4 separate regions of the Zea mays genome follow, and regions 1, 2 and 4 are each linked to region 3. Evidence: chromatin contacts called from public Hi-C data. All regions are on one chromosome and are shown on one strand. Each heading gives the region's core, a stretch centred on a gene start, on an enhancer-like site or on the middle of the called end of the contact. The rest is flanking DNA. Distances are from core to core; before and after follow the strand shown. Region 1 holds the start of LOC100285680 (ubiquitin-protein ligase). Region 2 holds the start of LOC100193615. Region 3 holds the start of LOC103654238. Region 4 holds the start of LOC100285043 (LMBR1-like conserved region family protein).

Region 1 (2,842 bases), core at 288-2,787, 150 kb after region 3:
TCTCACACTTACTTGTCTGCGATGAACGAGAAGAGCGGATCGCAGGGCAGCCCGGAGACGCTGATCCGGCGGCACGAGCCGCCGCTGCGGCCGACGAGCAGCTCCACCATGCGGCCGATCTGCTCCGGCTTGCTTTGCTGCTGGCTCCACTCCTCGATGTCGATCTCCTGCCAGCAGTAGGGGCCGGCGACCACCCGCCCCCAGGACTTGCACACCCGCGGCAGGACGGTGAGCACCTCCTGGAGCGGCAGGTTGCGGAAGATGAGCCCCAGCGCGTCCGGCAGCAGCTCCTCCCAGCACCTGTACTCCTTGCCGTCCTCGCACTCCCCCATCACTTCCCTTCCCTTCCCTTCCCTTTCCTGTACCAGGCGAAGCACCGCCCTTATTACGAGCTATCCCATCCATTACGACTGAATGAAGAATGCCAACTGCCGCAGCTCAGGTTAAAACGCGAGTGGGGAATAAGAGCTACTGCTACGTGATTTCGTGCGCCAATCTCCTCACATCAAAGAAGCTGAGAAGAACTCAAGTCAACTGAACACAGATCTTGCAAGTAGACTGAGGCAAGCAAAAACAAGAGATAAGCGAACATTTTGAGAGATCAGATAGAAGGAAAATGCGATTCTTATCAAGCAACCTCATAAAATTTTCTAACCAAGACATCAGAAACCACCGAAGGATGCGGGGAAGCTAATTCCTCGCCCCTCTCCAACCGAGAGCCAAAGCATTTTTTTATTTATTTCCATTTCTTCCAAGCGAGTGCGGGGGGGGGGGGGGGGGGGGGGGGGGGGGGGGGGGGGGGGGGGGGGAGGGGGCAGCTTACCTTGGAGATCACTCAAGAGCCAGAGCCCAGAGATACTAAAAGCGGCAGTCTTCCAGCAGTAAAAATGGCTTTGTGTGCCCTGCGAGCAAACCTAAAGAAGGCAAAAGCACGCGAGAGTGGTGGCAACTGATACGATGTAGTAGTAAGCACCATCCAAAAGCCGGCTAGAAAAAAGCAGCTTCATTAAACGCTAACAATACTGGCTCCAATCACAGGGTACCAGGAAGAGGAAGGCGCGGCACAGATCTAAAAGAGAAGGCCTCTTGCGGCTGCAGGGACGGAAAGCGCAGCATGCCAATTGGCGAGCATCCCGCATACCATTTCTTCCACCCCGTGGCCGCACCAAACAGAAGCTACGGCTCCCAGGTAATTTGTGTGTGTGGGGAAGGACGCGAAAGCTTCGCCCTTTTTGGGGGTCGAAGCTGAAGAACACCGTCTTTGCCCAGCATAAAAATTTGCGCGAGAGAGAACAGCGGAAGAAACTCCGGAGCAGGCAAGCAGCTATCTATCATTACGGTTCGGGGGGGAGGGAGGGATTTTTATTGCCCGCGTATATTTACCGGATTGGTGGTGCGGAGACGAAGGCCCAGATTCCAATTCGGATCTGCGGGAGGCGGCACCTTGTGGAGGAGGGGAAGGGGACTGATCCGGCTGGACTGGACTTGAGGGAGAATCGAGAGGGCGACCCTGAGAATGAGGATGTGTTGGGCACCAGAAGAAGACGGGAGACTGAAGAAGGCTGCGGGCTAGTAGCTTCCGTTCCGTATGTGCGTGTGTGTTCTCGACTTCTCGTTGTCGAGGAGGAGAGAAAAAAAAACGCGCGGCGCGCAGTGGATGCAGCTGCAATCCGCAGATATTGCACGGCACGTTGGGAATTGTTTTTTTTTTTGGGTCTCTCTTCCCGCATAAATTCAAACAAGAATTTACTGTATTTACCAGCCAATGAAGACGGTAAAAATGTGAAGCATTATTCAGACAGCAGCAGCAGGAGAGGTTTTCAGTTGAACAAAAAAATTGTTGGATCTGGTTGGATGTACTGCAAGTGGAGCTGGACCTGCAGCTTTAATTAATCTATAAAAATAAAATATTATAGAAACCCCATCAATCCACAGAAAATGGTTACCATTACCACAACTAGAGTAGAATTCTAAAGTCGTGTCATGTTGACTTTTATTATTATGGAACCAAAGCTGATTTCATCACTGATTCGACACGGCTCAGCATTACTGCGAAGCGAAGCTAGAGAAACTACTGGCGGATGCGCCAGGGTTAGGTAGATTTCGTTGATAGTAAAAACTGTCACGCCGACGCTGCTGGGCGTCAAGGATAGATATACGGGAGCATGGGGGCTAATATAAAAATACAAAATGACTATTACCGAAGACAGCGGCACAAAGGTCACGTCAGTGTGCAGTGGACCAACGCTTTGGGCCTCCGCCGCATCGCCATTTCAGCCGTTAGGAGGTGGTGTGTGACGAGCACTGTATCGCCACAGTCGGTGCTTCCGTCTGTTTTACTTAAGAAGTTGGCACTTTCTCGGCGACGCGACGCCGCCGATGCAACGTGCGGTTCCGCTGTCACAGTGAGTGAACTGCAGCAGCGAGGTCAAATTATTAATCAGAACTCACCTCCAAACGTAGTTGTATTTTTTTTTGCATCGATGATTTATCAGAACTTTTTTGGGCATTGGCCCGTTTAACATCAACTGAAGGCTTCGAAGCCAGCACTACTACTACTAGCCAGGGAGGCAGGGGACTCTGTGGATTTCTGTCTCTCTCTTTCTCAGACCTTGTTCGTCAATCGTCACTACGCCTACTAGCTAGCGTTAGCCGTGAGTCATGTGAACGTGTCTGCCAGGGACGTGCGGCTGCATGATGGCGAGGTAGGACAAGTGTGGATTCCTTTCCCTGTCGCGTTGAATGACAAGCCCGTGGCACCGTGCCCGTGTCGGCCGGTTGCCCTTCCTTCAACACCTAGGACTGTCTGAGAGAAGAGTGTGTATAGCTTGACCGTAGCTCG
Region 2 (2,932 bases), core at 158-2,657, 250 kb before region 3:
GGCGCCGGTGGCTCGGTGCACCCCTGGCGCCGCCGCTTCTGCGCCTCCAGCGACTGCAGCAGGTGCTCCAGCTCCTTGACGAAGTTGATGGCACCGGCCACGATCGACGCCTGGTCACCCTGCACCAACCAACCACATCAGCGCTCGATCGGTCGCGTAGGAGACTGTAGGGAGCACGCACGTTGCAAAGGGAACATGCCATTCGGTCGGTCGCGACCAAGGGCTCGGCGCTCAAGAAGGTGCGCGGCTTTTGATGAACGATGATGATGCCTGCAGTGCAGTACACACGATCCCTAGAGATTCCGTGACATGTGCCACCAAAGCGCGGCGAGGCAGCTCCAGCGGATGGCCAGGGGCCAGAGGGAGGGGGGCAGCAAGATTTGACATCCGTTACAGTAAAAGCTGGGCGGGGCCGGCAGCGGCAATCAGCAGCACGGTGGAATGCCAAGCCGTTCGTGCACATGCATGGCATTGGTGACATGACCTGCAAAGCTCTTGCGGCTAGGATACTGCCGGGGAGCGGCAGCCATGGAGGAGATCGTGTGCGTGCGTACGTACCCGCTGCGGGTAGGAGGGCGGCAAGGCGGAGCGGAGCACGGAGAGGTACTCGTTCATCTGCCGCCGCCGGTTGCGCTCCACGGCAATGTGGTTGCGCCGCTGGCTCTCCACCTCCTCCGTGTTCTTCACCGCCTTCGGGCGTTGCCGCCGTCTCCGCCGCGCCGCGGCAGCTGCCTTGCCGTGCCCGGACGATGGCGCTGCGACGGCGGCGGAGGGCGCCGGCGGCAGCGGAGGGGACGCGGAGAGCCGGTGCCGCACGTCGTCCCAGCACTCCTCCACGGCACCAGCAGGTGGAGTGGAGCACGGGCAGAGCGCCGCGTCCCAGCACTCCCACGTGGTGGCCGCGCCGGCACCGGGCGCATCGCTGGCCTCTCCTTGCAGAACCACACCGCCGTTGTCCTCGACCTCCTCGGTGCGGAAGCCGCAGGCCAGTGACGACGCCGAGCGCGCCTTGGCAGTGCCCGCTAGGTGCTCCTTCGGGAACACCACCGCTTCCAGCGCCATGGCCTGCCCTTCCCTCCTGCCCTCCTTCCTAGCTACCTGCCACGACTCGGCGTCTGCTGCACGGGGTGAGTTAGAGCTGCATGCTGGGCAGGCAACAACTGCGACTGCGAGTAGCGCTCAGCTTGGTTGCCCTCGCCACGATGGCCGTGGACATGGAGGAGGAGGAGGAGGAGGAGGAGGAAGAGGAGTGACGAAGTGGCCCTTTAAAAAGGGGTTGTGGAATAACATGGATGAGCAATGGAGACAACGACCCGGTCTGCCACGGGGGGCATGGACCCTGGAACGCGAGGGCGGGGCGCCGGGGCGGTCAGTGGAGGCAAACGACACATATCCGCTCTGGAGCCACTACGTGTCTCCTATACGGATCCGTATTTTTCAAATGCTGCCTTGATTGTTTTGCGCTAGTCGGGCTTGACCAGAGCATCCTAGCATAGCAGGATGACTCTGGCCAACAACAGTTAAGCGTGGTGCAGTCGCAAGAGACCGAACATGGGCAGCTCATGGCATGCCCTCGCCCCACCGATCGCTGAACGAGAACGACGCATGCGTTCTGCACAGTCACTGCGTCACAGCACCACTCAGTCGGGATGGGAACCAGGACTCCTGCCCCTGCAAGAGTTCCCCGATTGAGAAAGCCAAGTACGCGCACCTGCCATCGCCGACGGGTAACCCAAAGCTCGCAACGCAAGAGGGACTGAGGCCCTCACTACACTAGGCTGCAGGTCTCGTGGCAATCCCGGTCCTGAAGGCTTTTTGCCCCGGATTTGAGGGGACGAGCGATGAGATACCATCCATGCCCGCTTAGCTGCCAATTAACGCTACCGAGCTCCGGTTGGACGGACGCGGACCCTCATCAACTTGGTCGAGTGCACACTGCAGACACACACACACACATACTAGCTAGTCCTGTTGACTTAACTGCCCATTTGGCATTTGCCATCTCTGCTGCGCTGGAGCCCGAAAGGCACCGGTCGCCATTAGTCTCCCGTCTCACGCCCGCGCTGGCCCCGTTCGTTCACCCCACGCCCAGCCTGCACGCCGCCGTGACCGACGGCGCCCGGCCATGTTCGGGAACACTACTGCCCGAAGGCGCGCCGTCACGTCGCGGGTGCGAGAAGCCTAGGCGACAGTGACACCACCGTCGCGAGACCCGAGAAAACGCCGGGCTCGTCGTCCTCCTCGTGCAACGGAGAGCAGGTAGCCGTGCGGAGACATGGCCATGGCCTAGCGCCCTGGCCCCTGCCCGCCCCTCCTGGATGCAAAGGGAGCCGACGAGACCGGCTGGGGATACGGGGAAAAGACGGGTGGTGCACGCGTCGGTACGAGCGGGCGTAGGTAGGCAGCGCGCCGGCTGCCGCGGGGCCGGGTCACCCGTGGTGGAATCTGGGAAACCCCGGGTCGTCCCGTCCCGCCGCGGTCGCTCGCAGCCGCAGCTGTTCGATTGGGATGGCACTGTTGGTTGATGCGTCATGCACCTGATCGAACAGCTGCGTGAGGCCGAGCCAACTGGCGAGAGCTGCAGCTGCTCCGGCGTCCGGCCCGCTCGGTCAGGCGGTCAGTGTCGAAAACCTCAGCGCAGCTGCGATCGGACCGTCCGCGCGATCGCTGTGCGTGTGGCGGAATGAAGATGCTGCTACGCTACAGCAAACAGGCGTTTTCGTTGTGAATCGTGGTGTCAGGCGTGGTAGGGTAGCAGCCTAGCAGGAGTTGCCGCCGGCGTATTGATACGTATCTACAATTCAAGATAGCACTATAAGTATACAGAGTGAATATTACACTATACTGTATAGTAACTCAAAAAAAAAGAATTGTGGGTAACCCGTAACTCTTGCATGTTACATGTGACCATGTACTAAGTAACCGAGCAGTC
Region 3 (2,868 bases), core at 152-2,651:
GGTCGCCGGGTCGGTGGCCTCTTCCCGTACTCTAACACCTCCTCCTGCAATTGAGCCAACACGCAGGCAGATTCCCAAGAAATGGATGTTGAACCAAAACAGCAGACTTATTAATATCATCTCGCAAACCATCAATAAAGTGCATGGTCAAATAAAGGGGTCTGTGTGAGATCCTTAAGCTGTCAATTGATCAACAAGGGAGGAGAAACTATCGATGTACTTAGACACCGATGAAGTTTGCCGAATGTGGAACAACTGACGGATCAACAATTCGTGATGATCACGGCCAAATCGAACCAAAACCCAACCACATAACTCTGACCACGAACAGGATCTAAGATGGCTCTGAACAGTTTGCACCCAGCGAGATGTAGCAGTAGTGAAATGCATAGATGAGACCCTCACCCACCGCGTTGGATCAACACTATACAGATCAAAGTAATCCTCACATCTACGGATCCATAACTTGGGTTGATCCCCATCGAACGTAGGAAACGGCATTTTAGGTAAATGATCAGATAAACCAGCCAAACTCCCACCCACAGGTTCCCTAAACTCGGATCTCGAACGATGGAAAGTAGGAGAGGCAAACACATGGGGGTGAGATGGGGATGACACACCCTTTGTCGGGTGATGATCGAGAGTTGTGACAACTCCGCAACCATCATCCCGGATTGATGGATTCAGGTAGTGCCCGTCGGGTCGGGCGGCCGTGGAGGCAGCAGCAGATGGGCGCGCGACCGGAGAGGGAGCCAGAGCGAGCACACCAGTCATGATGGTCGGGTGCTCCACTGCCGACCGTTCGTAGAGCTTGGACAACTTGGAGACGTGAAGACGGATGTCATCGACGAAACCCTCCATGCTAGGACGCCAATCATCGAAGGAGATGACAGCCGACTCGAGCTGCGACAAGCACGTCTCATTGGCCGTGGAGGCCGTGGAGAGCGAAGCCAACTTGCCATCCATCCATGCATCGAGATCCGCCATACGACGCTCGAGTTCCAGATCACGATCTAGAAGGCGCTGCTGCTGCTTGACGTCATAGTCGGAGAGGCGTTGTGTCAACTTCGCATCCTAGCCGCCGAAGCGCTTGGACATTTCGTCAAGCAGGTGCTAGAAGTCAATGTTCATGGTGGCGCGCTGGCGACGAAGACGAGTGTCGTAGGGGTAGGAGGTTGCAGGATCCAGAGTGGAACAGGGACGAGGATCGGACCCCTCTGAGGCCCTGTTCGGTTAGAGGTGGATTGAGAGGGATTAGATGGGTTTGAATCCCAAACAAGTCAAACTTCTTCTTAATTTTTTCTAATCTCATCCAATCCAATCTATGTGTATTGGGAATAACCGAATAAGCCCTGAGTGGGGAAGAAGGAAGAAGGGAATGCTTGGAGAGGAAGACGAGAGATACGAGGAATCGTTTGTTTACAATTCTCTAGATGTCGCTCCATACAAAAGCCAGTGGCTTTTATGCGCGCCGTGGCAACTGGGCTGCACGCACACGCGCGACGCCACACCGGCCCATAGGCCTCACACCCAATCACTGTTGTGGATCCAACAATTGGGCGCCCTTGCACGCGAGCCGAACGAAGACCCTCAGGTGCTGATGGTGGAGATGCAGGTGTAACACGCCGTCCCAACACAGTGGAATAATTGGTATTTTACCACTCAGAATGTTGTCAATCCAACAGTTCTCCAAATCTATAAATTCTAAACCAAGATACACATAATCAACACAACAAACAAAAGAAAATAAAAACCTAAACTGCTAAAAGTTACAAGTCATAACAACACTTAACCAACAAATTCACTACGCTATTAATTACAGTACTAGTTTCATTACTACCGCCGCCTCCTGGTACTGCGCCTCATCGGCTCGGCCTCAACAAGTCTTTTGAGGAATGGCTGGGGAGCGGAAAGCCCCACTGATTCTGGGATGTCAAGATCACCATTAGCTGATGGAACAGCCATCTCTGGCTGCTTACTTGACATGTGCAGCGGCTGGATTCTTGATTTTTCCACCTGAAAGAGCACTCCAGTTAAACACTGCAGCATGTGCCTTGTGGGTATTCGATTTAATGAGAACTGATATTTGATTTGATGGGCAATTGAGTGGTTGCAAGTATGCAACTATGCAAAACTTTACAGTTTTGTGAGTGGGTGCAAGTATGCAACTGGCTTAACTTCAAATCTCCACTGTTAACTTACCAGCTCATGGTGAAAAGAATGAGAATAAGCTTCAGAAAGTCTTCTCTGCAGATCGTCTTCCTTCTTTCCTTCGTACTCAGAGTTCTCCATTTCATTTTCCTTCTCTTCCAGTTCACGATATAACTCTAATAGTTTGTAAACAAATAAAACACTCTGAAATCAGACACAGTTTGCATCAAGCCATCAACCTCTAAAGAAATGAATATGACGACTAATAACCAGGCCGTAAAAGCAGAAAACATTTTGTATCAACTTCTGTTTTCAGAACATGCCAGTGAGTGAAAAAGAGACCGTGTACTACAAAATCGTTTTCATGGTTTGAGAACAAATCCACATAGCCTAAATGCCTTACCTGTAAATACTGACAAGATCCAGATTTGGGTTGGAATATCAAATAGCGTCTTAGCTAAGGTCAACGAAGACTTCAGGATCTCTTTAGCCTGTGCTGCGTCATGTAGCTGAAGCGCCAATGTGCCCAGTATTGTCAAATACTGAGAAACTAACTGGATGTTACCCAACTGTTGGTGCGCTATTTTCAAACCACTTGCAAGGCGGTTCCTGGTATTACATAAGCATTAAATATTTATGAAATACAAATGCACAAACATGCTAATTGTGTGCTCAGAAGGTCAATAAAATTGCTACTCCATCCATTCCAAATTATCG
Region 4 (2,700 bases), core at 30-2,529, 230 kb before region 3:
GTAGATAAATTTGTCATTTCATTACAACTAATAAATTTATCAATATTATTTAATGGATATACGTATATTTTTGTAAAGGGAAGGGGGTGGCTTTGAAAGATTAAAAAGAACATAAAAATTTGATCTATGCTCAAATCTGTACTACTAAATACAGAAACATTAAGGTAGGCCAAGTTAGCTGCTAGGGTTTTTCATTAGCCAAAGATTATACTGCACCTGGTTTCTGTGGCTAATGTAACTACTCAAGAGTGTGAAACCTAAAAATGATGAAATCCCATTCATGAATTTGACAGAATACTGAATTAACTCCATAACTATAAAAGAGAAATGAAGATTCGAAGGTGGCATCAGGACTATAGAGGGTTGAACCAAAATCAGTTACTCAGTTATTGAGGCTCAAATAGTGTAGAAACAGAGTTGTCTAAAAGTAAATTGCAGTCATGCACATTATGAGCCTGTTTGGTAGGCTGCCTCGGGCGCCACACCGCGCCACACTCCGGCCGCCGCGGGTGTGGCGCCCAAATCGGCCGCCGCACCTTAGGCGTGCTGCGGCGCCGTAGGAGCCTATCCAAACAGGCCCTATATGCACTACTCCTAATCCCAGGGTAACATACTAACAGTAACAATCAATTTGCCTCGTCCCTCGTACAAGGCTTCCACTGCATTTGTCAGCAGCTTCGCATACCTCATCCGTAGCAAGACGCGTCAATTCATAAGCGTGCTCCAGCAGTAACACGAAGTTTGTGATTCAATTCCTACATACACCCCAAGATTGCAACGCAACTAGAACACGACACGAGCCACACCCGGTGGATCTAACAACACCGACAGCCAAGCCGGCGGAGCCTGGGGCCGACGATGGCCGGAACAGGGGACGGTGGATGAAAAGGTGGGAGAGGGACGCGGCAAGGGATCTGACCTGCCAGATGTCGGCGGGGACGAGGATGATGATGGAGAGGGAGCAGAACCATGCGTATCCTACGGTGGCGACAACGTAGCGCGGCACGGCAGGGCCGGCGAAGTAGCGGAGCGTGACGACGACCATGCCCAGCGTCAGAGGCAGCGATATCAGGTAGAACACCCACATGTCGCCGCCCCGACGCTCTCCGCTAATCCGCTTGGACGCCTCGCCGGCTGGAGGGAAAGGAAGAGTCGGAGTAGCCTGGCCGGCTGGGAACCGGCAGCTTCTCCGTTTCAGAGGCACGCGGGCGGGGAGGTGGGGCCGGGTCCCGCCGGGAGATCGCGGGGTGCTCCTTTGTCTCCAGGGCAGTGGAGAAGCGCGCACGGCTGGCGAAGAACCGAAGAAGGAAGAGGAAGGTGACGATGGACCAAACAGGATCGTTCGGTGGAGTTCGGAAAGCGTACTGGCACGCACGCCAAGGTTGCATCTCCGCCGTCCACCACGAAGCGCACCAAGAAGCGGTTTACGACGACCCTCAAACACAAGGTCGGATATCTCAAAAAAAACTTCTAACTTATTTAGTTTTAAAAACTTTATAAATATATTTCAATCCAAACTTTATAAATATATTTCATTCATTGCATTAATTCCTAAGGTGAATAACCCGGTTAAGGTTTCTGACTTCAGGTCAATTTCTCATCTTAGCATAGCTATCAAGTTAATCACAGAACTCATAGCTGACAGTTCATAAAAAACAGTATGGTTTCATTAAAAATCGTACTATCCAAGATTGTCTTGCTTGGGCTATGAATACTTGCATCAGTGTAAACATTCCAAGAGGGAGTGATGAGTCTTAAGCTAGATTTTTGAAGATAAAAAAAGATTTTGACACAGTTGAACACAGTGATATATTGTTAATGCTCACCAAGCTTGGGTTCTAAAAAATAGGTTCAGTTGGTTCACTCAGTTCTTTGCCACTCACCTCTAAATTGTGGCAAATAGTTAATTTTTCCCAGCGATCGATTTAGGATCAAGGTCACATGAAGAGGGCGATTAACGCATCTCTGTTGTCTGGATAATACGTCATGGATCTTTTGCAGAGGAAGTCGAATAATGGGAACATCCGAACGTGTCCGACGGCTGCGCCTTCCTCAGTTTTGCATAGGGCGTGTTTGGTTTAGGGTAGATTTTGAGGAGCTGATTTTAATAGCAACTCTAAAAGTAGGTTAAAAATTTTACCAAAAAATATTATTAAGAGTAGGTTAAAAGGTTTTAAGAATGAATTATGTACTCAACGGTTTCTCTAAAACCAATACGTGAAGGAATGGATTGGGAAAGATGCAAGAGGCAAAATTTTGGGAAGAACGAATGGATTGAGAAAGATGCCAGACGCAAATTTTTGGGAAGAACGGGAAAGTAAAAAAACCACTATTCGTTACTAAATATGTGTTTTGGGATGTATTCGTTATTAATATGTTTAACCACTATTCGTTACTAATATGTGTTTTGGGATGTATTCGTTATTAATATATGTTTTAGGGTTAGTTTACACGTCCTTTTTGAGTCCCTAAATATATTATGGATCGGATCCAAAGTGAGTTTATTCTATGCCTTGGAGCGCTAGCAGAAACAAAATCTGAAGAATAAGTGAGAGTTGGGTTTGAACATGCATATTTTAAAAATCTGCGGAAACCAAACACGGCATAGAGAACGTGTGTCCAGGTAGGAAATACAAAGAAAATAAAATAAACATAGGCGACTCCACCGGCCTTGACACGAAAACTGAAGCGACGTTGCTT

The links. A called contact is a pair of places that touch in the nucleus more often than the background predicts.
Region 1: a Hi-C map of ear shows a contact between it and region 3, with 2.7 times the contacts expected there. The contact joins the promoter of LOC100285680 here to the promoter of LOC103654238 in region 3. A contact is called at or near these places in 10 of 25 Hi-C or Micro-C datasets (ear, endosperm, leaf and 5 more).
Region 2: a contact with region 3 is called in a Hi-C map of leaf mesophyll, with 2.9 times the contacts expected there. The contact joins the promoter of LOC100193615 here to the promoter of LOC103654238 in region 3. A contact is called at or near these places in 13 of 25 Hi-C or Micro-C datasets (bundle sheath, ear, leaf and 4 more).
Region 4: a contact with region 3 is called in a Hi-C map of tassel, with 4 times the contacts expected there. The contact joins the promoter of LOC100285043 here to the promoter of LOC103654238 in region 3. A contact is called at or near these places in 18 of 25 Hi-C or Micro-C datasets (bundle sheath, ear, endosperm and 6 more) and 1 of 3 datasets of contacts at active chromatin or transcription factors (leaf).

What each region holds. Positions count from the first base shown.
Region 1 is chr4:185,150,208-185,153,049 of Zm-B73-REFERENCE-NAM-5.0, forward strand. LOC100285680 (ubiquitin-protein ligase) reads right to left here and starts at 1,538. Exons shown (of 3, transcript NM_001158571.1): 1 at 824-1,538; 2 at 13-359. The coding sequence starts at 332.
Region 2 is chr4:184,748,083-184,751,014 of Zm-B73-REFERENCE-NAM-5.0, forward strand. LOC100193615 reads right to left here and starts at 1,408. Exons shown (of 3, transcript NM_001138716.2): 1 at 559-1,408; 2 at 1-119. The coding sequence starts at 1,062.
Region 3 is chr4:184,999,019-185,001,886 of Zm-B73-REFERENCE-NAM-5.0, forward strand. LOC103654238 reads right to left here and starts at 1,402. Exons shown (of 1, transcript XM_020552750.1): 1 at 1-1,402. The coding sequence starts at 987. The coding sequence ends at 175. LOC100192084 reads right to left here. Exons shown (of 10, transcript NM_001365512.1): 8 at 2,555-2,760; 9 at 2,203-2,327; 10 at 1,641-2,016. The coding sequence ends at 1,837.
Region 4 is chr4:184,765,566-184,768,265 of Zm-B73-REFERENCE-NAM-5.0, forward strand. It overlaps LOC100285043 (LMBR1-like conserved region family protein), which reads right to left and starts at 1,280. Exons shown (of 13, transcript NM_001318030.1): 1 at 920-1,280. The coding sequence starts at 1,087. LOC542602 (low molecular weight heat shock protein precursor) reads right to left here. Exons shown (of 2, transcript NM_001112137.1): 2 at 2,558-2,700.